Linked DNA regions of Mus musculus: regions 2, 3, 4, 5, 6 and 7 are each linked to region 1. Evidence: chromatin contacts called from public HiCAR-type and promoter capture Hi-C data. All regions are on one chromosome and are shown on one strand. The core of a region is the stretch at or near the end of the contact, and the rest is flanking DNA. Distances in the headings are between cores, read along the strand shown.

What was found. Promoter capture Hi-C pulls out the DNA fragments that hold promoters and counts their contacts. HiCAR-type assays count read pairs that join an accessible place to other places. Capture Hi-C pulls out chosen DNA fragments and counts their contacts.
Region 2: a contact with region 1 is called in a promoter capture Hi-C map of hematopoietic stem and progenitor cells. The contact joins the promoter of Btn2a2 here to the promoter of Zfp184 in region 1. A contact is called at or near these places in 16 of 39 promoter capture datasets (3T3-L1-derived adipocytes, the C10 cell line, the HPC-7 cell line and 10 more), 1 of 484 Hi-C or Micro-C datasets (embryonic stem cells), 9 of 115 datasets of contacts at active chromatin or transcription factors (double positive thymocytes, embryonic forebrain, embryonic midbrain and 3 more) and 2 of 9 other capture datasets (adipose tissue and liver).
Region 3: a HiCAR-type map of astrocytes shows a contact between it and region 1, with 6 times the contacts expected there. The contact joins the promoter of H1f4 here to the promoter of Zfp184 in region 1. A contact is called at or near these places in 4 of 39 promoter capture datasets (cranial neural crest, embryonic stem cells, liver and 1 more), 3 of 484 Hi-C or Micro-C datasets (CD4 T cells and uterus), 5 of 115 datasets of contacts at active chromatin or transcription factors (astrocytes, embryonic forebrain, memory CD8 T cells and 2 more) and 3 of 9 other capture datasets (adipose tissue, liver and macrophages).
Region 4: a contact with region 1 is called in a promoter capture Hi-C map of pre-B cells, with 7 times the contacts expected there. The contact joins the promoter of H3c2 here to the promoter of Zfp184 in region 1. A contact is called at or near these places in 12 of 39 promoter capture datasets (the 3T3-L1 cell line, the SN4741 cell line, cranial neural crest and 8 more), 8 of 484 Hi-C or Micro-C datasets (CD4 T cells, cortical neurons, muscle stem cells and 3 more), 9 of 115 datasets of contacts at active chromatin or transcription factors (cardiomyocytes, double positive thymocytes, embryonic hindbrain and 6 more) and 3 of 9 other capture datasets (adipose tissue, liver and macrophages).
Region 5: a promoter capture Hi-C map of pre-B cells shows a contact between it and region 1, with 7 times the contacts expected there. The contact joins the promoter of H1f6 here to the promoter of Zfp184 in region 1. A contact is called at or near these places in 8 of 39 promoter capture datasets (the 3T3-L1 cell line, cranial neural crest, hippocampal neurons and 4 more), 5 of 484 Hi-C or Micro-C datasets (CD4 T cells, cardiomyocytes, frontal cortex and 2 more), 8 of 115 datasets of contacts at active chromatin or transcription factors (astrocytes, double positive thymocytes, embryonic forebrain and 5 more) and 3 of 9 other capture datasets (liver, macrophages and pancreatic islet).
Region 6: a contact with region 1 is called in a promoter capture Hi-C map of hippocampal neurons, with 3 times the contacts expected there. The contact joins the promoter of Slc17a2 here to the promoter of Zfp184 in region 1. A contact is called at or near these places in 1 of 39 promoter capture datasets (hippocampal neurons) and 2 of 9 other capture datasets (adipose tissue and liver).
Region 7: a promoter capture Hi-C map of adipose tissue shows a contact between it and region 1, with 8 times the contacts expected there. The contact joins the promoter of H4c4 here to the promoter of Zfp184 in region 1. A contact is called at or near these places in 9 of 39 promoter capture datasets (the HPC-7 cell line, cranial neural crest, embryonic stem cells and 6 more), 8 of 484 Hi-C or Micro-C datasets (CD4 T cells, liver, pre-B cells and 3 more), 16 of 115 datasets of contacts at active chromatin or transcription factors (astrocytes, a beta-TC-6 cell line, double positive thymocytes and 10 more) and 3 of 9 other capture datasets (adipose tissue, liver and macrophages).

The regions. Positions count from the first base shown.
Region 1 is chr13:21,943,601-21,947,159 of GRCm38.p6, reverse strand. It overlaps Zfp184 (zinc finger protein 184 (Kruppel-like)), which reads right to left and starts at 2,066. Exons shown (of 6, transcript NM_183014.1): 1 at 1,961-2,066; 2 at 1,361-1,604; 3 at 90-157. The coding sequence starts at 1,367.
Region 2 is chr13:23,487,511-23,491,149 of GRCm38.p6, reverse strand. It overlaps Btn2a2 (butyrophilin, subfamily 2, member A2), which reads left to right and starts at 2,293. Exons shown (of 8, transcript NM_175938.3): 1 at 2,293-2,514; 2 at 3,188-3,317. The coding sequence starts at 3,233.
Region 3 is chr13:23,620,297-23,624,292 of GRCm38.p6, reverse strand. It overlaps H1f4 (H1.4 linker histone, cluster member), which reads left to right and starts at 1,735. Exons shown (of 1, transcript NM_015787.4): 1 at 1,735-2,516. The coding sequence starts at 1,796. The coding sequence ends at 2,455. H2bc6 (H2B clustered histone 6) reads left to right here and starts at 3,199. Exons shown (of 2, transcript NM_001177653.1): 1 at 3,199-3,377.
Region 4 is chr13:23,749,993-23,753,914 of GRCm38.p6, reverse strand. It overlaps H3c2 (H3 clustered histone 2), which reads right to left and starts at 1,570. Exons shown (of 1, transcript NM_178203.3): 1 at 1,075-1,570. The coding sequence starts at 1,535. The coding sequence ends at 1,125. It overlaps H2ac4 (H2A clustered histone 4), which reads right to left and starts at 2,827. Exons shown (of 1, transcript NM_175660.3): 1 at 2,323-2,827. The coding sequence starts at 2,782. The coding sequence ends at 2,390.
Region 5 is chr13:23,694,428-23,698,370 of GRCm38.p6, reverse strand. It overlaps H1f6 (H1.6 linker histone, cluster member), which reads right to left and starts at 2,560. Exons shown (of 1, transcript NM_010377.3): 1 at 1,826-2,560. The coding sequence starts at 2,505. The coding sequence ends at 1,876. It overlaps H4c3 (H4 clustered histone 3), which reads left to right. Exons shown (of 1, transcript NM_178208.2): 1 at 1-287. The coding sequence ends at 233.
Region 6 is chr13:23,804,715-23,808,681 of GRCm38.p6, reverse strand. Slc17a2 (solute carrier family 17 (sodium phosphate), member 2) reads right to left here and starts at 1,689. Exons shown (of 12, transcript NM_001377113.1): 1 at 1,331-1,689.
Region 7 is chr13:23,580,302-23,583,715 of GRCm38.p6, reverse strand. It overlaps H4c4 (H4 clustered histone 4), which reads right to left and starts at 2,148. Exons shown (of 1, transcript NM_175654.3): 1 at 1,747-2,148. The coding sequence starts at 2,114. The coding sequence ends at 1,803. It overlaps H2bc6 (H2B clustered histone 6), which reads left to right. Exons shown (of 2, transcript NM_001177653.1): 2 at 1-46.

The DNA of each region.
Region 1 (3,559 bases), core at 817-3,316:
ACCAACAATGATTTGGGAGTCCACATACTTGACAATAAAAACACATTATTCTGAGAAGGGACATGGCACTTGGGAAAATCTCAACTTACCCGAAAACTAGATGGTAGGAGTAGGGGACGTCCCTCGTGGAGACTGGCAGAGTCTGCAAAGGACAGACCTAAAAAGGAAGAGGCCAGGCTAAATATGACCAGATCTGCTGCTGCCAGCAATCCAGAAAAATGTTTTACTTTTCTTCCTGGAAATAACAACTATGTCTCCCCTTCCTTTATATGTCAGAATCCCCCAACCCCCTAAAAGGTTCAACTGAGGCCTCTGTACCATCCTGAGAAGGCTCAGCAGAAACAAACAAACAAACAAACAAACACACAAACAACAAAAACCAAACTCTGCCTTAATATTCATCTTTGTCTCTTGACACTTCACATGGTTCATACAGAGAAATGTGAAGTCCTCATTGATGAAGCAAGGCACTCTTGCTGAGTCCTCTCTGCTTCACATAAAGCATGAGTAAACAGTAGGGTATAATAGTGCATGCCTTTAATCCCAGCACTAAGGACGCAAAACCTTGTGGGTCCCAGTGAGTTTATTCAGTGACACTCTCCCATACCTAACGAAAGTAAAGACATGCAAGCACACACTTATACACATAAAACAAAATCTTTTTAAAAAAATTAACAAAAATGTGATAAGGGAAAGATAGTAATAGATCATACTCTTAGGTATTTTTAAAAGGACATTTAAAGAACTGTTTAGTTTTAGGCATTGCAATGTAAGAAATATGCTAACTAGGAAAAGACTACTCAAAGAAGTCTAGCGATCTTATATGGACCTATCATAGGAAATGAGACTTAGGCTGCTTGACAGGGAACTTAGGAGTTCTAACAGCTGAATTCACAGGTAACGGCATCATTGTAAAATTACTGACAGTATCTGGTGCTTTTAAGATCTACACACAGGTTACAGGACTAGGCACTGTTAGTAAAAGGAACTAAAAAACAAGGAAACATTTGCACCCAAATGGTGAGTTTAAGTCCACACACACACTTGCACCAGAACAAGCTTGAAAAAATTGCTTTCTGCAAGATATTTCAAAACTAATCTTTGCAATAAGTTAAAACACCTTTTTTTTTCTGACTAAAGTTTTCTATTCGGAAATGTAATAAAAGAGAAATGTCAAGAGGATCAGATATTCTGAACTGTTGTTCCTTTTCAAATTCTGATGTCCAGAACTCAGAATTAATTCTTTCAAGCCTCTTTCGATGATGTAATTAGGTTTCTTTACCCCTGGCCACATTACTTCTTCCTCCCACCTCTCAGTTCGCCATACACCAGTCCTCTCTGCCCTGGCCATTGCCATTACCTGCCATCCCAGGAGCTCTACGTCTTCCGCTAGAACTTGGACACGTGGATACCTGGGCAGCTTCAGTTTGGGACTTGGATGTCCCGCTCTCCTTCCAGAGTAGGTGTCTTATGCTCTACGAGACTGGCCTACCAGGCACAGGATACACTCTGCAGCACGCGTCTTACAGTCGCACCTCAGACTCGTACAGAGTAGCCAAGAGGTCCTGTCCAAGATCGGACGTGCACAGGGGAAGTTTGGATTGCTACAAGAAACAAAAAGTGAATAGGGAGCGAACAGCTCTGCCTCGCTGCAGTAGAGACTCTGGGCGCCCACCTAGTCTTGGCCACCCGCCCTCCACAGGGTCTGCGATCTCCCACTTTCCCAGGCGGCCAGACACACCTGTTGCGGGGCACACCAGAAAGGCGGGCTGCTCCGCATTTTGCTGGCCCGGCCCAGAACAAAGGAACAAAGCCTTGGGGAACCCGCGGTCCCCGGCAACGCCGAGGGGAGGCGCGCCCCCTTCCCTGACTCCCCGGCTTCCTCCCGCGCATGCCGCACTACGCGAGCCCGCAAGGTGACGTCACACACCCAAGGCGCTGGTGGTTGCCATGGTGATACCTGGACTCCAGTCTTGTGACGCACTCCAAGGATCCTGGATCCAGATGACCTGGGATGGTCATCAAAACTCAGGCTGTGAGTTTACGCCGTGGGACGAGCCAAACGCCCACCCCTTTCCACGCCCACAGTCGGCTTAGCGGTCACTTCCGGTCGCGTAGACCCTTTCCCTTGGTTTCCCCCTCCCCGCAACACACAGGAGCGCCTCACCGGGGAACACAAAGGACCACAATTCCCAGAATGCAACGCGCAGTGTTTCTGAATTACTTTTCCCAGGTTTCCACAAATGCTGCAGTCCCTCCTGGTGGCTCGGGAGGTTGAACCTGCCTACCGTTTGTGTCCAGTGATTTGGATTGTGAGCAGAGGTGGCCATATATAGCGTTTGTAACCAATATTCACACACCCTCAGGGTTTTGGGCGGAGATGTTGGGGGCAGTACCATGCCCCTCAGGCTGGTCTCGAACTTGCTATATACATGTGGCTGGCCTTGAAATCCTGATCCACCTTCTCCACCTCCTAAGGATCTGACCTCCCCTCACAGAGAATTTCAAAATGCAAGCGTACATTTCATCGTTCAACCCTACTTTTATTACCTGGTTGGTCTGCATTCTCATTTATATGGTATTTGTCGTTTTGAAAATATTTTTTCGTTTTCATGTCTTCGAAAAACGACTCTCATTTTTTTTTTAAATACTAAAGAAGCCGGGAGAAGGTGATGGTACAGTATTTTACATACTGCACGTTTCCTTGCCTAGCACTTAAAGCATATCCATTAGTGCTCTAGACGAACACAGAAGATTGCAACAAATAGGTTTTTATGTTTCAAAGATGTGGCCCACTCATCTAAGGGCTTCTGTTCCTCCCCAGTTATTTGACAGAAGGGCTAAAGTGGCTCCCCTCCTTAGCTGAGAGCACCAGACCTGGAAATGATAATGCTACACATGAAAACTTTAAGGAAAGGGGATGATATTTAGAGAAATGGTTGCAACAAGACATTCGATAAAAAAGAGAATGCAAACAGCAATCATGTTTAGTTTTTTTTTTTTAATTGATTTTATGTGTCTGTTTGTGGGCATATGTGAAGGGACATGCTTTGGTGTCCAGAAAAGGATGTAGGAGCCCTTGGAACTAGAATTTATAGAAGACTGCATGCTTAGGACCAGACTTCTAACACTAGCTTTTCTGTTTGCTGGCTAGGAGCACCTCACAGGTTTTGGTTCTGGGAATGGGGCTCTGTTGAAATAAATGCCTGGACACATGAAAGTGACTTTGAAATTTGATTATGAGTAGAAGCTAGAAGAATTACTGAGTTATAGCATTTAAACTAAATTATTCTTAAAAGATGGATGCTGGGGATGGTGAGATAGCTCAGCGGGTAAGAGCACTAACAGCTTTTCAGGAGGTCCTGAGTTCAAATCCCAGCAACCACATGGTGGCTCACAACCATCTGTAGTAACATATGAGGCCCTTTTCTGGTGTCTAAAGACAGCTACAATGTACTTACATATAATAAATAAATTATTTTTTAAAAAGTCTCAAATGCCTTTAAAAAATGGATGCTATATAGACATTAGATTCTAGTGATGACTCAGATGGAAGTGA
Region 2 (3,639 bases), core at 1,044-3,543, 1.5 Mb before region 1:
TTTCTGCACTCTTATTTATAGTCTCAGAGCCTCTGTATATGAAATGGTGCCACCCACAGTGGGTGGGCCTTCTCACTTCAATTAACACAAACAAGATAACTTCCCACAGATATGCCCATTGGCCTACTTCCCAACTTTGAAATGTATATTCTACACTACATCTGAGATCTTTTATTTCTAGTGAGGAATCAAAAGCTATGACTCATTAAATAGACTTAAGACAATAATAAGCATATTGGAAACATGTTTTCAGGGGAAGTCAAAAGACAACTTGCTTGTGTTAGTTCTCATGGGTCAGAGTTCTAACTCAGGTTATCAGGCTTAGCGACAGAAACCTTAATGAGTCATCTTGCCAGCCAAATATATGGAAGTTTTTGTTGCAATACTGGAGATTAAAGCAATAGACTCAGAGACACTAGGCACGTACTCTTCTAGTGAGCTGTCTCTCTGTTGCTAGGGACTCACTCTGCATACTTTCTAGCTCCCCTGAGCTTTGTGATTTCTCCAAAAGAATTCAGATGTATATAGGAAGTATAATGTAGAAGAAAAATGGAGTTTATAAAAGGTTAAGTAGGAGTACTGGGGAGATGATAGCAGACAGACCATTATGGAAGAAAATACTCTCAGGAATGAAGAGATGGCCTTTATACCAATTTACTTTTTAAAGCAGCTTTTATACTATTTCTTAAAGTCTCCTCAACAGACAGCTTTCCTGAGGCAGGTTTTCCTGTCCAGATGATAGCCAGGCATTCTTGGATTAGCTCTTTTGGGACAGGGTCTTACTAGCCATGGCTGATGTCAAACTCACAGGCCTGTCTCTACCTCTGCATGCTGGAATTAAAGGCATGGAATTAAAGTCACGCCTAGCTTGATTAACTCTTAAGGGAGTAGACAGTGCTAAGACTTTGTTCTTTAGTTTTAAAAAGTCTCCCATGGGCTGGAGCTATACTCAGTGGTTAAAACTACTTAGTGCTTTTCCAGAGGCCCGGGGGTTTTACTCCCAGCACCCACAGCATTGAGTGCAACTGAGTTGCAGGGGATTTCATGTCCTTTTCTGCCCCCCCCCCCCCCCCGCCAAGACAACCTCACACATGTGGCACATACTCACACATATAAAATACATAAAATAAGATCATTTAAAAAGAAAGCCTCTGCTCAAACATACATGATCCTTCTAGAAGTTCAAAATGTCAGGTTCAACAAGGGCCAGAGACACCATTCAAATGCCCTTTTTAAAAAACAGTCATCAAAGTCCTGTTTTAATTCCTGTTTTTAAGAGCTGTTGTTTATGAGACAGGGAGATTCAGTGACCTCTAAGCTTGCTGTGACCACACTAGATACCTTACAACCATTTAGGAAATAGGCATCAACTTGATCTGGCTGCTTCTAACTGAAAAGAGTTTTGCCTCTTGATGACTCTTAGGTCTCTGAAGACAATCAAAAGAATCCTCATAGATCGTGACAGACTGCTGAAAAACCAGCCAAGGGTAGTCTACTCCAAGGGAGAAGAAACAGAATTGAGACAGCAGACCAATACATGGTCTGAAGGGAGTGAGGTCGTTACTGAGATCATAGCAAGTGTAACCCATTTCTACTGCTCAGTCTGAGTCTTGCTCTCCACCAACACCTTTTCCTTTTTCGGATTTTGAGATAGAGTTTCTCTGTGTAGCCCTGGCAGTCCTGGAACTCACTCTGTAGACCAGGCTGGCCTTGAACTGGCCTCTGGAAAAGCACTAAGTAGTTTTAACCACTGAGTATAGCTCCAGCCCATGGGAGACTTTTTAAAACTAAAGAACAAAGTCTTAGCACTGTCTACTCCCTTAAGAGTTAATCAAGCTAGGCGTGACTTTAATTCCATGCCTTTAATTCCAGCATGCAGAGGTAGAGACAGGCCTGTGAGTTTGACATCAGCCATGGCTAGTAAGACCCTGTCCCAAAAGAGTTAATCCAAGAGTTTGAGTGCTGGGATTAAAGGTGTGAGTCAGCACACCCGGATTGCATCTGGCTCCCTTACTCCCTTCTTCACACACACTTCAACACACAGGGATGAGGCCTCTGGACACCAAGCCCAACTCTAGGACCTCTCAAGTGGGAAGAAGAAGGGAAGAAAGGAGCGCATGAAAGGGAAGCAATAAGAGGGAAGGGAAGAAAGGGGCACAAGGGAAAGGAAGACAGGAGGGAGAAAGGATTGTTTCTGTGTATGCTACCTAGTAACAAGTGACTGCTAGACATAGGAATACTATTGGCTGATGACTTAAGGCAGGCCAATCCCGGGCTCTGAACTGCTTAGTGGAAATTGTGAGACTTGCACGCGGAATGGGTCCTCCGAGGTCTGCTGTCGCGAGTCCCAGCACTTTGCAAGTAATGGAGAACAGAAAATTCTTTCCTCTCTACTGTAGCAGTTTGTTCTCTGGTGGCGACTGTGCTCAGCGACAAGTTGGAGAGTAGAGAAAAGGCAAGATAATCAGCATTTGAGGGTCAGAGAAGAAAAGAAAACGCAGTTAATTCTAGAAGGTAGGGGAGGGGATGGGGAGCGCTCTGAGTCCTAGCAGGGGCTGTAGGAATAGGGGGTGGGGGTAGGGTGTCACAACACAGGCTGCTGGGAGGGAAAAGCCAGATCTTTGACTCTGGAAAGAATACCTGGGGGGGGGGGGGTAGTCTCACCTACCTAGTTTTACCTGAGGTTCACCAGGAGGAGGGAGTACAGGGAAGGCGAGGGGGGAGGGGAGGAGGAAGGAAAGAAGGCTTGGGACGAGGGAAGGAGGAAAGAGGAGGAAGAACTGGGTAGAGAAGTAGGAGAAAGACCCGGAGGTTGAGGAAGAGGGAAGGGGCTGGAGAGAGAGAACAAGGGAAGGAGGAGGAAGAGGAGGGAGTGGGGGAGGAGGAGGAGGAGGAAAGCCCAAGAAGAAAGAAAGAGGAGGAGGGAGGGGGAGGAATATCAAATGACAGCTGAAGAAACTGGACTCTGGAAAGACAACTGAGCCTAAGACAACAGAAAACTGCCTGCCTGGTGCTTATGTTGTTTGTTTAATAGAATGTTTGGTGAATCCAACTATTAAGGTATAACCAGTTCCATAGGGCAAGAGTCCATCTAAGGCAGAAGTCTGAGTGCTCATGAGACCAGCATAGGGACAAAAAGGTGTCATGTACATGAGAACCGTGGGTGATTTATCCTCTGTACTTCTAGGTTTTCTGTCCACACGTGACCTAGGTGACTCTGTCCTGAAGACCTATGGAGCCTACAACTTCCCTGCGTTCTTGCCCGATAGCCTCCCTTCTCTTCTTCTTGGTCCTCAGCCTGTTTGTGCTGGTCTCAGGTACAGTTGTAGGCTTCTTGCTCCTCTCAGTTTTTCAGAAAGCAATGGCCACAGTTCTCCTGATAGACAGAGACAGGAATAGGGACTGCAGCTGTGTTGGCTCATCTTTCTGAATGAGGACACTGGATTTATCCCAATTTTGTCCTACAGAAATATAGCTAGAGCATCAAAGGAGATCTGTAAATGTCCAAGTGGCAACATTCAAAGGAGTTAAAAATAGATGACGTAGATTTGAATGATATATTTTGTTTAACACCACATAATCAAATATTAATATAAATGCCTTGCCAGGTGTGGAGGTACACACCTATAAACTTAAGAG
Region 3 (3,996 bases), core at 486-2,985, 1.7 Mb before region 1:
ACACCCATACAGTTTCTCTGCTCTGGCTCAGAGTTTTAATGAATACCAAAGTTTGCATTTGTTAATACATGAAGGTGAAAATATACATTATAGCATAGAAATACTGATAATATGAATCACTTTTATATAAAATTCATCATTAAAGATAATACCACAAGATCTTAAAAATGCCTCATGGACACTGTGTTGAACTGCTGAGTTCCTCTGTTTGCATTGCTTTTGTGTGTGGAGGTTTAGGATAGTAGAATTGATAATGTGATGTTAGAGACAATTGTATCACAAAACAAAAGCCATCACATTATACTATTGTATAACATAACATTGTATCTTACACTATTGTAAACATTGTATCTTATACTATTGTATAATATACTATTTTATAATATAACAATGTATCTTGTCTCTGTAGTGGGAGTCTTGTAATTTCTGAATATAATTCCAACCAAACATCCCAGAAATAATTACTGACACTGGATTATCATTGATCTCCTAGTCGTTACCTTGGTTGAACAGCTACATAAATAAAACAACCCATTTAACACCTTCAAGGCATGTCTTTGAATCTGTTTGAATGTCTTCTCAAATATGATTCTAAGATTAAATCTTAACCCCTCATTTACCCTGAGGAGATCCACGAAACATTATTCCCATGTTTCCATAAGGAGTAGCCATATATGGAGAACAGCTGTTCAGTAACGGGGCTAGGATTCTGTAACGAAGGCAGTAGAGATGTTCTGAGCTATATTTCTCATGTGTGTTTCTCTTGATCAATGGCTCAGTTATCTAGTTTTAATATACCACATTACAATTTAGTCCTAAAACATGTCAGAAGAACTATGCAAGACCCAAGAGAAATTCCTCAAAGTAAATCCCACCTTCATTTCCAAAGACGTTGAAAACAGCATTTATATGTTTCTTGGAAATTAGTCATTTTTATGTCTGCACCATAAGTATGTTTTGTACTCTCCCCCGACCCCAGTACTCTGAATTTGAGGTACCTCAACCCAAAGGAGTAGTTTGTCCAGAGAAATAGAAAAGCAACAGCCCCGCCCCCAACCCATGGGAACAGAAAGAAAAGAATTATACTAAGAAATTATTTTAAAACTTAGGAGAAGCGGCAGAAATAAAACCATAGATATATAGACTCATGGCCTATGAGAGAAGAATTTAACTCAAAATGGTAAATAATCTGTTAAGCATTGAACTAAACCAGTTTGATGAACTCAAATGCCCTCTGCTCAATAGGCAGGACTCTCGGAGGAGCCTGTGTTACTTCCTTCACTTAAGTGCAGATTTGTAATAAAAATCATAATGCCAAAGGCAAGGTTTTGGGCTACACAAGAAGCTAACCACTTGGAGAATCGTCTTTGATGGGTCAGAAAACTGTACAGTCCAAGATCAGTTTATAATTTACGAAGAAAATAGAAAGTTTTGTTTCTCTGAGTTGAAATTTGCTGAACACCGCAGGAAATATTGCAAGTTTTTGGCAGAAGGCTTAATGCTTTGCTCACTTTTTGAGATGTGCATGAAGCCCGAGACTTCGGGGAACATTATTTTTTAAAAATCGGGCAATTCGATGTAGGGAATTTTGACATTTTTGGCTTTTTTTGAGGTGTAACAAACACAACTCCGCATCTGAGAGGACACTCCGCGGCTGCCAGCGAGGCGGGCTGGACAGCGCACCAATCACGGCGCAGCTCCGCCCTATATAAACGGGCGGGCGCAGCGCCGCGGCCCGAGTCCTGGCCAGTCCCTCTGCTTCCGGCTCGAGTTCTCTCTCCTCACACGCTTCGCCATGTCCGAGACCGCGCCTGCTGCGCCCGCCGCACCGGCCCCCGCCGAGAAGACACCCGTCAAGAAGAAGGCCCGCAAGGCCGCAGGTGGCGCGAAGCGCAAAACCTCCGGACCCCCGGTGTCCGAACTCATCACCAAGGCTGTGGCCGCCTCCAAGGAGCGCAGCGGCGTGTCCCTGGCTGCGCTCAAGAAGGCGCTGGCGGCCGCGGGGTACGATGTGGAGAAGAACAACAGCCGCATCAAGCTCGGCCTGAAGAGCCTGGTGAGCAAGGGTACCCTGGTGCAGACCAAGGGCACCGGCGCCTCCGGCTCCTTCAAACTCAACAAGAAGGCGGCTTCCGGTGAGGCTAAGCCCAAAGCAAAAAGGGCAGGCGCGGCCAAGGCGAAGAAGCCTGCGGGCGCAGCCAAGAAGCCCAAGAAGGCTGCGGGGACAGCCACCGCCAAGAAGAGCACCAAGAAGACTCCAAAGAAAGCGAAGAAGCCAGCTGCAGCTGCAGGAGCCAAAAAAGCTAAGAGCCCGAAGAAGGCAAAGGCAACTAAGGCTAAGAAGGCGCCCAAGAGCCCTGCCAAGGCGAAAACGGTAAAGCCTAAAGCGGCCAAACCAAAAACCTCCAAGCCTAAGGCAGCTAAGCCAAAGAAAACCGCAGCCAAGAAAAAGTAAATTTTCTTTGGCCAACTGCTTAGAAGCCCAACAACCCAAAGGCTCTTTTCAGAGCCACCCACAACTCTCAGTAAAAGAGCTGTTGCACATTCACAGGGGGTGTGGTTAGGGTGGGAACAAACCTTAGTGGGCTGAGCTTAGCAGAGGAGGCTGGGGATATGTGGGTGTGCGCAATGGTGTTAACTCTAGCTTAGCTATCTGAAGGTCTGTACATAATCTCCTGTATGTGTGGTGGTGGTGGGTAAGTTCATATCCCACAAGTGACCCTTAGAGACCATGGGAATGAAGTAGTTTACTCCCGGCTGCCACGTCGATAACTTTTAAGGGAGATAGCAGAATGATTTAGAGATAGAATCTTAAGCATTGAGCGATTCAGTGCGTAAAGAGCAGGATCGATGTCCTGACAACCCCACCCGCATCTCATCTCAGTTCTGACTGCTGAAATCAAGCATACAAACCCAACTAGAGTACTTTTTTTTCTGTGTTCCCCCATGTTTGATAGCGATCGTGCTTAAATAGGTTAGCTATAGCAGATTTGTGCAGTTTAATTCGTACGTCCCGATTGGTGAAAGCGAAGTGACAAGACAGCCAATGAGACAGTAGACCTTCAAGTGTCGTTTACGTTCCTGTTCGTGACGAAACACTAAAACTAACCCAATCCTGAAAGAAATCTTATTAACCTCATTTGAATACTGCGTAATGTAAATGAATGTGGTGTTAACTGGTGACGGAGTAGGTATTTTACCAAATGTTTAGTGTGCCCAAGGGAGGGAGTTAAATTTTACACAATCCCTGAGCTGGCGAAGTCCGAGCCTGCCCCACAGAAGGATTCTTAGAAGCTGCCATCAACAAACAGAAGGACAAGGAGCGCAAACGCTACTGAAAGGAGAGCTTCTAGCAAGTGTACAACGTGCTGAAGCAGGTGAGCCCCAACATGAGCATCTTATCCAAGGCCATGGGCATCAATTACATTTTAAAGCACATTGCCTGCATCGTGCCGCATTACAAAAAGCGAGTAACCGTCATATCTCAGTTGATCCAGACTGCCATTCTCCTGCATTGCCCAGGAAGCTGGCAGAGCACCAAGCCTGTTACCAAGAAAACAAACCAAGTGCGCATTTGCACGAATGATTTCAAGGACTTTAAAGAGCCAGGCATTCTTTCAACAAATGAGTTGTTGTTGTTTCAAGTATCCTTAAACTTAAAACTATGCGGTTTTTTGGTTTTTGTTTGTTTGTTTGTTTGTTTGTTTGTTTTTTCTCAATCTGTTGGACATGTGATCAAGAAGTATAGGCCAAGTTAGCCCGGAATTTTCAATCCTTCCCAAGTGAAATTTATTCCCGTGTACTACCATGCCTGCCAGGGTTCTCATGCTTCAAACTTGTGTTTATGTGAACTCGGTGGTGCCCTGGAAATGAGGGTGATCGTAATGGTTTCAGGGAACCACACACTCACTGGCACATACATCCACATGGCATACAAGTTCAGAATAGTTAATTTGCTATCAATTATAGGTACTAAAATTAACTAAAGATGTTTTA
Region 4 (3,922 bases), core at 321-2,820, 1.8 Mb before region 1:
CAGCCTCTAGGAAATCAAATACCTAGACATATACCTTTTCTTCCTTTTTGTTTGGTTTGGTTTGTTTAATAGGTAAGCTAAGCAAGTGTGATACCTTTTGACCTGGACCCCAGTCTCTTCTAATATCAAGACAAGGTCTTACTAAACTACCAAGGCTGTCTTTGAACTCATTCTGTAACAAAGGGGACTTCAAACTTGTGATCCTGCTGCCCCACTTAATCTATGGAAGAGTATCAGGGAGTGCAGATGTGATTTAAAATAAATTATCATTTTGTAAGCCAGGTTTTAATGTCATTGTTGTATTTGCTATTATTATCCCTGGAAAATATATCCACACGAATCACCCACAAGTTAAATCTTGGTAGTTTGTTGTCTATTCACATTCCCGATATAGGCAGTGTTACATGTAAGAAAGTAGTGGGAAAGGGATGGGAGCCAATGTCTGGAGTGAGAGGTTGTGTAGAGAGGCCTCTGTAGTTTAAAGTTCAGAAATATAGTGAAAAAATTTACAAAAACTAAAAATTTCTGACGATTGCTTGAAATATCCCAGCATAATGTAAATTGTATTTAACTTGAAATACTACTTTTCAGCATCTATTAAAACATAGAAAACAAAATTTTTTAAGTTTTGTACTAGATTTCAATGAGTAACAGCAAAAACAGTAAACATTGCACAAGCTTCAGGACAGACAAGTGTTGGAACCAGAAATATGTGAACAAAAGACACCTGGATATGACCTGTAGTGGAAATTACACAAGAGAGCACAAATATATAGCACGAAAACAAAAACAAAAAAAGACAAAACCCAAGAACAGACCAAAAAGGAATCAAGACAGGCAATGCTTATGACATAAAGCCTGACAGTCCATTACTTTTGGCCACTTATTGTAATATGTAAATTACTGTTTAATTTAAAGGCAGTTTCCAGGACATGAGCTCAAATACCAGCAACAACTGAAGTGAGAACTGATGCCTACTGAAGAAAGCAACAGTATACTTTGTAACTAGATAAATCTTTGAAAAACAAAGTTTCCAAGACAGTAGAAAAGTAACAGCTGCTTTTACAGAAACTGTGGGTGGCTCTGAAAAGAGCCTTTGGGTTCCAGTTTGCACTTTGTTTCGTTTAAGCCCTCTCCCCACGAATGCGGCGGGCGAGCTGGATGTCCTTGGGCATGATGGTGACACGCTTGGCGTGGATGGCGCACAGGTTGGTGTCCTCAAACAGACCCACAAGGTAGGCCTCGCTCGCCTCCTGCAGAGCCATGACGGCCGAGCTCTGGAAGCGCAGGTCGGTCTTGAAGTCCTGCGCGATCTCGCGCACCAGGCGCTGGAACGGCAGCTTGCGGATCAGCAGCTCGGTCGACTTCTGGTAGCGCCGGATCTCGCGCAGCGCCACGGTGCCGGGACGGTAGCGGTGAGGCTTCTTCACGCCGCCGGTGGCCGGGGCGCTCTTGCGGGCGGCCTTGGTGGCCAGCTGCTTGCGCGGGGCCTTGCCGCCGGTGGACTTGCGAGCGGTCTGCTTAGTACGAGCCATGACTTTAACAAGGGAAAATAGACTGACACTATAGTGAGCTGCAAGGCGCTGTCCACCTTTTATACAATCAGACTATCCGCTATTGGACCGAAGAACATTCAAAGGGCCCGCGCTTTGTTGGGATTGGTCAGCCTCTGCTTCTAAATCCTGGTTAAAAAGCTTTCAGAACATGCACACTCTCCGCCTCTCTTCCCCTCCATCTTTGCTATCACTTTAATTTTACACTGTAGTGTATATAACTCCTGTGAACAGAAATTTTACATAAGAAAGTTTTACATAATTTTACTTACATACATACATCAAATTGTCTCAAGCTTTGAAAACTCAATTCAGGTAATCAAACAAGTGAACATAGAAATTTAAAGTAGGTTTTGTGAGCTTTGCAAGACCTAGTTTAAATAAATGTAGTTTATCAATTCTAAAATCAAATATTTGCAAACCGATACACACAGGCAGATCATGTTAGTTAAAATACTGCCGAAACTATGGAAGTGGGATTTAATGGCCCTTAGCCCTTACTACCATTATGCTCTAGACAATCGTGACGTGAATGACAAACCTGGGTGCCAAATTTCTACTAAAAATTTATATAGTATGTTCTAAAGGTTTCATCTCTTACACACTTTTGACTCAAACTAAGGAAGGTCGTAAGATTTATCGCAGGGACTAACAGTATTAAAATCAATTTACTAAGATTGAAAGCTACTTCGTAACTTTTTCATATGTAGTATAAAAACTGTAGTGGAAGAACGTTTCACGAGGTGGCAGCTCATTTTATGGAAAGATGTGGGTGGCTCTGAAAAGAGCCTTTGTTTTGGTTAACTTTCAACTGGGCAGTACAGACAATCGCCAGATTACTTCCCCTTGGCCTTGTGGTGGCTCTCGGTCTTCTTGGGCAGCAGCACGGCCTGGATGTTGGGCAGGACGCCGCCCTGCGCGATGGTCACGCGGCCCAGCAGCTTGTTGAGCTCCTCGTCGTTGCGGATGGCCAGCTGCAGGTGGCGCGGGATGATGCGCGTCTTCTTGTTGTCGCGGGCCGCGTTGCCCGCCAGCTCCAGGATCTCGGCCGTCAGGTACTCCAGCACGGCCGCCAGGTACACCGGGGCGCCGGCGCCCACGCGCTCCGAGTAGTTGCCCTTGCGGAGCAGCCGATGCACGCGGCCTACGGGGAACTGCAGGCCGGCCCGGGAGGAGCGGGTCTTGGCCTTAGCGCGGGCCTTGCCACCCTGCTTTCCGCGTCCAGACATGTATGCGTTTAAGTATCAGTAAAGGCAAAGCAGAGAAAGGAAAAGAATATATAGTAAATTCTGCAACTGAACAGCAAGCATTTATACTAACTGGAGGTATTCTGTTTGTGTTTCTCCCATTGGTTAATATATCGTACCCAATAGAAAGCCAGAATTTGAGCTCCTCATTTGCATAAAGGCCTGCATTTTATTTTTCGCATCCAGTCCTTTTTCATATCGTTCTTTAAAAAATAAAAACCACGTAGATTCTGGGATTTAAACTCTGGTTTTCATGATTAATAGTTAAGAACTTTTTTTTACTTTCTTTTCCAGTTTTTACTTAAATGGAAATAAGTAACTGACTGATTTTCTTGTTGTTTTCATCAAGGTCTTTGTAGTTTTAGAAACTCTGAAATATAGAGTAGGAGTGTTTCTGAGTTGTTAAGCTACTGTCCTGTTTTCAGGGTTTAGAATTGTGTTTTTATGACAAGGAAAGTCAGTGTGGCACTTCCTCCATCTTGTATTCCTGGTAAGGCCATTTCAGGTTTAACTACTTCTTGATCTTGACGTAGAATCTTATAGAATATTACCCAACTGTTTTATGAACCAGAGTTCAAGATTCCCTAGCTAATGTAGCTTCTTTTAAACTGCTTGTTACAAACAAACAACAACAACAACAGAAAAAAATTCTCCCTCTAGCAGCAGAGTGAGATACCAGGATGTGATCCTCAATACAAGGAATAAATCATTTCAATCAGCTACAAACTGTTTCTGAATGGTCATCCTTGGTGGGCTTCTCATAACGGATTAGGTACATAATTTTAGGTTCTATGGCAGGCTTTCTTTTAGCTCCACCAATATCAAAGACAGTATAAGCATGCCAAATTATTCTTTATCGTGGTTGAATTATCCTTAAACTACCTGGAAAATAGAGACTGGGGAAAAGGAGACCCTGCCCCGTCACTGACCCAGGAGAACCTGGAATATATGAGGCCAAGGAGGTCCTGAAGAGTTTGCACTGAAAGGCGTTGCTGTCTTGGTGACTGGAGACAACATAGATGAAAGATCTATGTTCAAGGAGAAAACACCATTTCTTCAGTCCAGGGCCAGCCTAAAAGAACGAGACTAAGGACTCTCCTGTTCCAGGAAACCTCGCCTAGC
Region 5 (3,943 bases), core at 1,311-3,810, 1.8 Mb before region 1:
TCCAGGGCATTACCAAGCCCGCCATCCGCCGCCTGGCCCGGCGCGGGGGAGTGAAGCGCATCTCCGGCCTCATCTACGAGGAGACCCGCGGTGTGCTGAAGGTGTTCCTGGAGAACGTGATCCGCGACGCCGTCACCTACACGGAGCACGCCAAGCGCAAGACCGTCACCGCCATGGACGTGGTCTACGCGCTCAAGCGCCAGGGCCGCACTCTCTACGGATTCGGCGGTTAATCGACTAACAAACGATTTCCACTGTCAACAAAAGGCCCTTTTCAGGGCCACCCACAAATTCCTAGGAGTTGTTCACTTACCGAAGCTTTAATCGAGCCTGCTAGGTAGTTTAAGTGTTATTCTGTCCTATACTTATGTGGTGGGTAGTAATTATGCCATGCAGCCGAATATACCCTGTAGGTTTAACTGGGTAATATAACAAGCCCATAATTTTGAACTGTCAGAAGTTAATACTGAACGAACTGTTTTAGAATTATTTGAAGGTTTTCCACTGATCGTGTCACTTCTCAATCCACTTTTGATACCGGTCATTTAAGAGCTTATTCCCTTCTGGAGCCATCTAGAAGCTCAGGAGAGAGCAGGAACCATTGTATCTAAGCAAGGCAAAGGCTGATTACTACAGAAACTGAAGACGCTTAGCTGTTATTAATTGTATACCATTAATAAGGCCTAAGTACACATAATCTATATTAGGGACCACCTAATGGTATGTTTATATACAGTTTAGTTGTGCAGTGGCTTGATAATTTAAATTCTTGTGGGTGTGCCATGTTTGCCATCTGCCACAAGAGGGCGGCGTTATTTCCAGGAAGTTGGAGTCAGAAGCTGTTGTGAGCCAGCTGTTGTGTATTCTGATATACAAACTTCTTTTAAAGCATTAAGTGTTCTTGACTGAACAATCTCTCAAGCCACCTTACTATGATCTTTTGTCATTCCTCATACCAATGCCTAAAATAGTTTAATGTGAATTTAATATTTGTGGCACTCCATAAAACTTGATCACTTTAAAAGATGAGTTATTTTTGTTTTTTGTTTGTTTTGTTTATGTTCTTCAGCCCAGACTTCCCCAGTGCTTTTTTTTGTTATGTTGGGGCATTGAACTCAAACCCTAACATTTTCATAAAGAAGTCCTTAATTTTTAATATGGTTTTTGTCATTCTCCTGAAGCCTACATGCTATTCTCATAAAATACATAAAACATTTCAAAAATAACTGTTAGATCAATAGTATTGAACTATTTTCTAAAAGTAGAACAAAATTAGATCTTTGTTGACACATCGCACAACTGCAAAAACTTTAGGGTTTTGTTGTTGTTGTTGTTGTTGTTGTTGTTCTGTTTTTTTGCTAACTGCTTGCTTTATTTTTTTATCCATCACTGAGGAAATCCTAAAAATACAACTCAAGAAAAATAAATATAACCTCTAGCTTAAGCACTGAATATCTGGGTTCATAGTGGTCCTTTGAAAGCCTGGATGCCAGTTACTGCTGTTTGAAAGAGTAAGTTCAGTATTTTTTCAGAGTGGAAGCTCCTACTGGCGTTATCTCTATCTCCTTTGATATGAGGGTGTTTCTAGAATGAAATACATCCATTGTGTATTTCAATGGTGACTTTTATTCTAGAATAAAAGACATTGTGTGTTTCAATGGTGACCTTTATTCTGGCGTAAAGCCACAAATACACAACCAAATTTGGAAATATTCTACACATAGGGACCCTAGGATTCTACTCTAGGGTTTCAACGACAGGTCGACCTGAAGTAACTGCCCACCTTAACTTTGGTTCAAAGTGTTTGGCCATTTTAAGAAGTATGTAAGTGGCTCTTAAAAGAGCCTTTGGGTTTTTGAAAACTGGCTTTGAAACTCACTTCCTCCCTGCTGCCTTCCTCAGATCGGTCTTCTGCATGACCATTTTTGCCTTCCCAGAATTGGGGTTTGCTGCCCTGGCTTTGGCGGGGCTTTTACGTTGCTGCACGCCCTTGGCCCCTTTGGTCTTCCTTCCGCTCCCAGAAGCTTTTGTGGGCGTAGCCTTTGGCTTCTTGACAGCCTTGGTCTTGCTACTCTTGGGAGATCTCGAGGCCCGGGGCAAGCCCATCTTCTTAGCCTTGGCAGAAGCAGATTTCTTGCCCTTGCCCTTGTCGTTCCCAGAAGCCGCCTTCTTACTGAGCTTGAAGGAGCCTGAGGCGCCAGTGCCCTTGGTCTGCACCAGGACTCCTTTATTCACAAGTCTCTTGAGGGCCAGCTTGATACGGCTGTTGTTCTTCTCCACGTCGTAACCAGCCGCAGCCAGGGCTTTCTTCAGGGCAGCAAGGGACATTCCTGCCCGTTCCTGCGATGTGGAAAGGGCCTCAGGAATCAGCTTGGAAACTGAGAAACCCCGAGGTTTGCGAGCAGGGGCCAGGCCAGGCTTTTTCCCTCGCCTTTTAGATGAAGGTTTCTCCTCCACAGGAGCTGGAACAAGGGTACTTGAGGCCGCAGGAGCCGTTTCCGACATGGTCAAGAGCTGGACAAGAACTACACCAAGTGAAAACTAAAGGAGAGCCAACAGTGATGGGGTAGTGGGGGCGTGCGGGGGGGGGGGGCGCTTATATAGAGCAGGGCGCGCTGTGATTGGTGCATCCCCAGGTGCCTCCCCCGCCCCCGGAGGAGGGGCATTTGTGTTTCTTTTCCCCCCAAAAGTAGAATCTTGCATATCTGCTCACTGCAGAATTGCTCAGGTTATGACACCAGGTGACCCACGGGGACTTAGATTCCACGCGACTTTTTACCCTTTGTTGACAAATGTACCTGCATGCCAGAACTAGTGGGAAAAGTCCTTGATTTTCAATCAAATTCAAAAGGAAGAAGAAAACTTTCTCTTTTCTTTGCTAACTCAAAAGTAACTTTTAGTAGAAAATGTATCCAACATCTTGGGAGGGGTCTTCTACATATGTGGCTTCTATTTAGTGAAGAAAATCAATTATGCAGGCCCTAATTCTCACTGAAATTATTTATATACGTGATGGAAGTAACACAGATGTCTTGACTGTCTCACTGTGGAATTAGACGGTGTTCCTAGAATTATCCCAAAACTCCAAGGTGAGGCCTGCTTGAAGGGAGCATGACCTAATAAACACTCCACAGAGCATGTGAGAGGCTCGCTATTCCCCCGCCTGAATCTCAAGAGAAGGGCTTCGGATGCGGTTATAAACATCTTACCCATGGCACCTACGTGGTCAAATCAGCCAGTCTCAGGGCTATTGTCGAAGAAGTTTGCTACTCCTTTCCAACTGAACACCATCCATAGCCCACTTCCTATGTCTTATCTCCCTCTAGAGGAGCAGACACGGTGCCGAACCCTTAATTATAACATTAGAAAGCTGGAATCACAGTTTCCAATCTCTTAACATAGCTAGTCTAGTAGATGTCTCTGCAGATGTGTTAGAGAAATGTTCTTTCCGGGGCTTTATCCATGGAACATGTCTGGAAATAAATGTGCTCACCGCTGGGCATGGTGGCAACTTGCTGGTAATTCCCTCCTTAGGGAGGGAGGATTGCTGTGAGTTTTGAGGTCACCTTGGGCTAGGAAATGATAACATGTCAAAAGAAGAAGAGAAAAAAAAAAAAAAAAAGAGGGAACATGATACTCAAGTAGAAGGGAGGCATAAAAGCCAGTCCATTATGGGGAATGCTAAGACAGGGTGTAGTGTGATTATGTCGCCGAACATATGGCTCAATGCAGTAACCACACAGCCGAAGTTCTTTCTGGAGATTCCTACACTTGTGAGGCAGGGATCTCAATTTATGCTACAGAGAAGTTCAAGCAATATGAAGAAAAGTTGTTTATTAAGGAGAAAAATGAGAGTGGGTAGGTGCCTGTGTCTCAGTAAAAGGTTTGTGCTTCTGTCTTAACATTTAATTGGCTAGACCTGGTGCGCCAAACTGTAACCCTA
Region 6 (3,967 bases), core at 440-2,939, 1.9 Mb before region 1:
CATGAAATCACAAGCCATTAGAGTCACTGAAGACAGTACACTCATTGTAACTGTAAACCATCAAGACCATGGAAAATTTCAAAGACCTTCCCATTCAGGGAAGCAGACCTAGAAACACAGCTCAGGTATAGCCTCACACAGTACAGATTAAGTCGAACTTAATTTATATTTAAAAAAGGGTTGGGACAATATAGATTGTATTGGAGAAAAAGGGAACACAGACATTATGCTTAGGCATAAGGCACACGGAATAGGTTTTATTTGAGGGGAATGGTGATACAGACAGAGTTGCATAAGGGGCTTCATTCTATTCTTAGTCTAGAACTCATTACTTTATGCAATAATGTTTCTAATACTCTTTGATTTCCCCTAACAACCTGCTTATCTTGCATAATTTTGCCAGCCCAGCCTCCTGATTTAAACAAAGCAAATGTTGCATATTGTTCAAATATCAGGAGCCAGAAGTTCAGAGTCTCAATTTCCACTCTGTACAAACCATAGCAAGTTTCATAAACTCTTAGCGCCTTAATTGTTTCAGAGGAAAAGAGAGGACAATATTACTTCATGGGACTGTTTGCATGAGGAGAAGTCCGAGGTGCGCTCCTCCAAGGAGTTCTACATTGTCAAATGTCACTGCCATTAACAGCAGCAGTGACAGCCACCATGCCCCCACTCACTCCATGTTAGAACTTCTCAGATTCATGAGCAAATGCAGGCACAGAGCAAATAAAAATATTTTAATAAAATGTTCTGTTTTAAACTTCTATTTTAAAGTGTGTTCTGCCTTGGACGAGAAAGCGCTCATCTCGCCACAGACTGAAAAGAACATGAGGGTAAAAATATCCCTTGAGTGCTAGGCAACTCATTACCTCTCTACTTTTCTGAGGAACTGAGAGGTCCCTCAACCAATGTATTTATAAGTTAAATCACAGTCTAAAAAAATGTTTAAAGACCCCAAGGGGAAAATTCTTGACAGAGTTATGCCAAAAAGCCAATTGCACAGGTGTAGCTTTCTGCAATTCCGCTAGGACAAGAGAGAAACCCATCCTCACTAAATCCTGTCCTCTATGGCTACCAGTCATTACAGGCACCTACCATGGTCTCCTCTTAACTGTACAAAGGCAGAAAGCCTTCCAGAAATAGTCAGTTGTCTTGATTTTCATCTTAATCTGGCTTCTGCCAGTCTCCTCATCTTGAGAGGCAAGATCGAGTATATTGAAACTGGAAAAGACTCATTAAGCCCATTCACGAAGCTCAACCTTGTCTGTTCTGGTTCAGTGTTTCATCCAAAGCCAGTTGTACACATCTACATACCACAGCCAATACTCACCGATAGTGTGATACTCCTCCGGCTAGTGACCACGATCCACAGTGGCCCTTGACACCAGTGGCCTCGCAAACCTTAGAGTCTTGATTGGATTGTTATTTTGTAAGAAAGCCTCTTCTCCAGAGCCAGACACCATTCCCAATGGAGGTCCTCACACAGCAGTTGGTGTGTTTTTGAGTTCTCTTAACATTACTTCCTCCCTTGAAGGCATCTCTGATAGCTTCATAATTAACATCCTATTTACAAGAAGAAAAACACTTACCATCACCATTAAAGTAGTATTTAAAGCTCTAGACTAGAAAGCTACCTTGAAAAAAGGTGTTCCTGTATCTTCCTCTCTTTGCAGAGAAACGTAATGAGTCACGTGGGAACAAACACCGCCAGGTTTGACCCTGTGCTCTTGGGACAGAGAATCTGCATTTGGCGTGGCTGCTTAATTTTTAACTTCACTTTCAAGTTCTCACCGACCTAGTGAGTATCTCAACGGTGTCACTATGTTTTTCTGCTTTGAACTATGCACACAGACATTCAGTCAACAAGCCACTTCGCTGAAAGTGGAAAGAGGTGTGGAATGCAAGCAGCAGTGGGGCTCCTTAGCCTGAATCTCTGAAGTCATCCCCACCTTTGCTCCTAGAGCTTTCTTCGTCTGCAGACAAAGCACCCCGCCTGCTAGAACTGGCTTCTACATGAAGAAACAGGGTTGAAATGGGCGCAATGCCCAGAGATTGATGGGACGAATGAAATGACGTCTATCTGCTAACATCTATATGCCTGAACGAGATGGTCCTGCAGAGGGATCCAGTCAATCAGCTAGACTGCCTTCCGTCCTCTGGTGTCCACAGTGAACAGATGTGAACTGTGACTGAGAATTCCCCTGTTCCCGACCTCCATTTTCTCTGGGTCCTCCTGATGTGGTTTTGCTTGACTCCTGACTCTTGGGTTTGTTTTGTGGCTTTTAGGTTTTGGAATGTGGCTGGTGATAGATCTTTCTAGTTAGTCTCTTGGCCTTCTTAAAACAAGGTGAAGACCTGCCTTCTCTGCGTTTCAGCACCAGCTGAGCCTCTGACCCCAGTCCTATCATCATGGTCCCCCAAAGAGCCTATACTGCCCAGCTCCTTAGCCAGTCTTACTGGTCCCTACTCATTTTCTTTTTATTATTATTATTTAAAAAATCCAAACTATATTAGTTTTCTTATTTTTATTTATGTGTCTGTTTGTGTGATTGTATGGCATGCATGTGGGTACCTAAGGAGCCCCCCAAACCCTGGAACTGGAGTTACAGGTACCTGTGACTCCTCTCTTGAGAAGGTTCAGGAAACTAACCTCAGTACTCCAGAACAGAATGCCCTTTAAACCACTGAGCCATCTATTGTGTGACATTTTCTGGGGGAGACATGAACAAAAAGCTGTTCACTCAGATTGGGAACACGTGATTGGCCAAAGTAAGGATACCATCAAAATACAACATGGAAAACCCCTGAGTTTTATTTCGGTTACCTACAAGGAGTAGAGGTTAGGGGTTGCTTATAAGAGCTGCAACTCCAAAAGCCAAGCCCAGGATGGGTGACAGCGCAGAGAATTCAGAAACCTGGAGAGTACTACACAGATACCTAAGCTTCCCTGAGCCTCTTTTAGGCTGCTTAGCTTGTCTCTATATATTTATACTTAGACTGGATGGGGCCTAATGTGTCTGATAAATTTCAGGGATTTCCTGAAACCTTTGAATTGTTTAAGAAGGCTCCCTGCAGTATGTAATGTTTTACCTCTCTTGGAACATCTTGTGTCTTAAGGAACTTCCCTCAAGATGAATGTTCATCTGGCAGGACATTGCCATGCAACACCATCTCTCTAGCTCCCATAATTAGTGCTATATTAAATCAGTAACAAGCTTGGAATGTTTAAAGCAATATATGCTTATTCTTACAGTTCTAGAAGACACCAGACCAAAATGCGTTACACTGGATCAAAGTCAAAGTGTCTGATGAATTGAGTTCCCTCCAGAGGCATTCTGTGGTAGTTCACAGAAGCCTGAATAGAAGAAGACAGTAAGCTCTAAGTAAACAATAGCTTATAGAGTGAATGAATTCCTGAGTTACACACACAATGAAAAAAGTCAAAGTTTTTGGAGCTAGCTCAAACTCCTTACCATGCTGTGGTTTTTATATAACACTTTACTGATAAGCAAACTCAGTACAGGGCACACTTAGACTGTTTATATTTTGGGAGGCTTAGGTGGGACAATTATGAGTTCATTGAGCTACATAATAAATACCTAGAGATATATTTCAGTAGTAGACTGCTTTTCTAGTTTGCAGGATACCTCCAGTTTAGTCCCCAGTACTAGAAAAAAAGTTGAATATCTTACATCTGTAACATTCATAAACATCAAGAATAATAGAAAAATAGGTGAAGTCTTAAAAATGTAGGTTTTTCTAGATTGTTAACAACTGTCCCTAATTAACAGCAATACTTTTTAACTCTTTTTAATTTGGTATTTTTCCACACATGATGCTTCTTTTCTGAGAATGTCAATTTGTTTGATTTAATGCCTGGCCCACGATCTACAGAGCTCAAAGTCCACTGAGTGAGGCTGTACACAGACACACACCTAGGATGAAGGGTAATGAACTCAGGCCACAC
Region 7 (3,414 bases), core at 899-3,398, 1.6 Mb before region 1:
CTCCCATGCCTGCTGTTGTGTTCCTTATTAAAGCATTCCTGATTGAGTGTGCTCAGAGCCTTTCAGCCATCCCCACTGATCTTCAAACCAGAATTGCAGTACAGTAGTACTCACTACCTCTCCATAAAGCCCAACCTCATGCCAGGCAGTGGTGGCACACACCTTTAATCTCAGCACTTAGCAGGCAGAGGCAGACAGATTTCTGAGTTCCAGGACAGCCTGCCAGGACAGCCAGGGCTACAAAGAGAAACCCTGTCTGAAAAACAAAACAAAACAAAAAGCCCACCCTCATACAGTTCCTCTCTGGTTATTGTTTTGTTTTTCAATCTTTTCCCACTGGTTGAAATTCCCCATGACACCTCCAGTTTCTGTTGTGTGCAAATTTTCTCTACCTAAGCTTCCTATTGAGGCTTGGCCAGCCTACAGAGAAGATTCTACTTTAAAATAGATAGAAAAACAAAAGAAAAGTGGATGTGAGTATTGACTGTTGAGCTTGTTGAAGGACATATCGATTGGTAAGTTACTTCTCCTCCAGCTAAATAAGCTGATTCAAGCCAGATTGGATTATATTAAAGGCAGGTTTATTGGGAAGCTGCTCTCAGAAGAATTCACTGGCCCCAAGGCCAGGGAAGTCACCATGGGCAGAGGTTGGAGGAAAGAAAGAGAGAAGGGGTATACACCAGGAGAGAAGAGAAGGGGAAATGTGGGAGGAAAGAAAAAGCAGAAAGACCAAAATGTCTGAATTACATAAGGAAGAGCCTCTGGGGGAAGGGCAGCCCATCCCCTGGGCTAGAAATTTCAGGGTTGGGGGCAGGGTGTGCCAGATAGGGACTGTGGGAAGCTGGGAGAACCTGGAGACCAGGTCCGCTTTGATATGTAAAATATGTTAACTTGTCCCAGGGTCTGAAGCTAAATACTGAAGATATTTACCCAAGTTTTTATTGACTACAAGGTCTGGGTCTTTTTTTTTTTTTTTTTTAATTCTTGGAGGGAAGGGCTGGAGGGACAGCTAAAGCATGTGCTCCGTGTGCCTGGTGGCCTGAGTTTAGTCCCTAAAGTGTATATAAAGGTAAGAAATATATAAACACAAATAAAAAAAATTTTTTAAGTTCTTAGCAGACACTGATGTTTCTTCTCTGGTGACTCTTTGGGAACAACTGATAATGCTGACGAAAGTTAATGAAGTCCTGGACCATATGAAGTTTTCCTTGAGGAATAGATAGAAGATTTACACGTCAATCTCTGGTGCTTATTTTACAGATTAGGAAGTTAGAGAAAGCTGGGTGTGGTGGACCACGATTTTAATCCCAGTACGTGGGAGGCAGAGGTAGGAAGATATCTGTGAGCCTGGTGTATAGAGTAAGTTCCAGGCCAGGGCTATTACACAGAATACATGGAAAGAATGAAAGGAGGGAGGGGAAGAAATTGTAGAAAGCTCCAGGTTAGAAAACTTGAACATAATTCAGTGTTCCTAGGTTTCCAAGGCCTGGATTGATTAGAGGGTTTGGTTTTGAGACAGGATAGCATCTATACCTTAAGGGACTTGGAAAAAAGGATCTTGACTGACCCTCAGCCCTCTCCTGAGAATGTCAGCATTAAAGAATGAGACAACAGGCCTGCTTTTAGGCTATCAATACTGAAGATAGACAGGTGGACCTGCCTAAACAGATACTATGTATCGAGCCAGTCCCAGCACCCACCCCATTCCAGAAAACCACCTAAGAGCAGCTCCTTTAAGTGAGAAGGTAGTGGCCCTGAAAAGGGCCTTTGGTTTTTGGGTGAAGAAAAATAAATGAGTACGTTTAGCCGCCGAATCCGTAGAGGGTGCGACCCTGGCGCTTGAGCGCGTAGACAACGTCCATGGCGGTGACGGTCTTGCGCTTGGCGTGCTCCGTGTAGGTGACGGCGTCGCGGATCACGTTCTCCAGGAACACCTTCAGCACACCACGGGTCTCCTCGTAGATGAGGCCGGAGATGCGCTTCACTCCTCCGCGCCGGGCCAGGCGGCGGATGGCGGGCTTGGTGATGCCCTGGATGTTGTCGCGCAGAACTTTGCGGTGGCGCTTAGCACCACCCTTACCAAGACCCTTGCCGCCTTTCCCGCGTCCAGACATGTTAGCAAACTAGGAAGGAAGCTCACTAGCCAGTGACTGTAACAAGCGGCCTTCCTGGCTTTTATAATACCAATGCGGACCTGTTTGAAAACCTGAAGGGAAGGGGGCGTGAACCATGGTCAATTCCCGCCCTTCTGGCGTTTATCCTATGAAAAGGCTGAGGAGACAAGGCGGGTCCTAAGACAAGAGCAGAGCCAGCAGTTGAAAATTCAACACATTGCCCTCAAGAGTGACAATTTATGTATTGTGAAAAAAGAAATTTGTCTTTTATCAGACCAAATAGAAAGTAATGTTATTAGTCTCGTGAACCTATAAATCGGGACACCCCCCGTATTATTTCAGATATTTACATTACAATTCATAACAGTATCAAAATTACAGTTAAGCAGCAGTGAAATAACTTTATGGGTGAGGGTAACCACAACATGAGGTGCTGTAGTAAAGGGTCCCAGCATCAGGAAGGTTTAGGACCACTGAATCCAAGGTTTTAAGTACAATTTTAAGAACACTTACTATTTCCTGTTCTGAGACTTTTTATTGACTTAGGTACGTATGCCTAAGAATCTGAACTTTTTTTTTTTAGCATTCAGGCTGACCAGGGGGAAGTAAAACCTCAAAATGTTACAGGACTGTAGCGCTGAAAGATTAGAAGATGTAAAGGATATGCATCCCAAAGGTGTGGGCCTTCTGCTTGAATTACACATAGACATCAGGAGCTCTGGGAACAGGGATGGGGGAAAGGGGCTGCTCTTTATGTTTACTATGCTTTCACTGAATCTCAGGATTTCTTGCATGTATGTTTTTTAGTTAATAAACATTGCACAGAAAATCTATTATCCTTAGCACATCATAGTTATATGTACCTCAAAATATCATGCATGCACCCCCACCTCACACTGACAGTTCTTAGTCAAAGGATTTGGTGGTTTCATGTACTAATGAAGAGTCACACACTAATATCTAACCAAATACTTCCATAAAATGCTAATACAGTAAATACTCATGCTGTATTGTTTTCCACATCTGCATTACTCTTCTAGAAAGGAAAAGAACAGTTTCTTCTGCTCTGTGAATGAGTGGATGACCCAAAGCAATGTTTTAGAATCACTCTTCAAGAAGAGCGCCACAGAATTCAAAGACTCTGAGTTTCTGGAGATTCATAGAGAAACATTAAAACTGCATGTGAATATTTACTGGGTGAAGTGCTTGATGCATATAAAAACCCTGGGTTTGATCTTGGGGACTACAATGGGCTGGTGGCAATGCACTGTTGTAATTCCAGCACTGCATAGGATGGTTG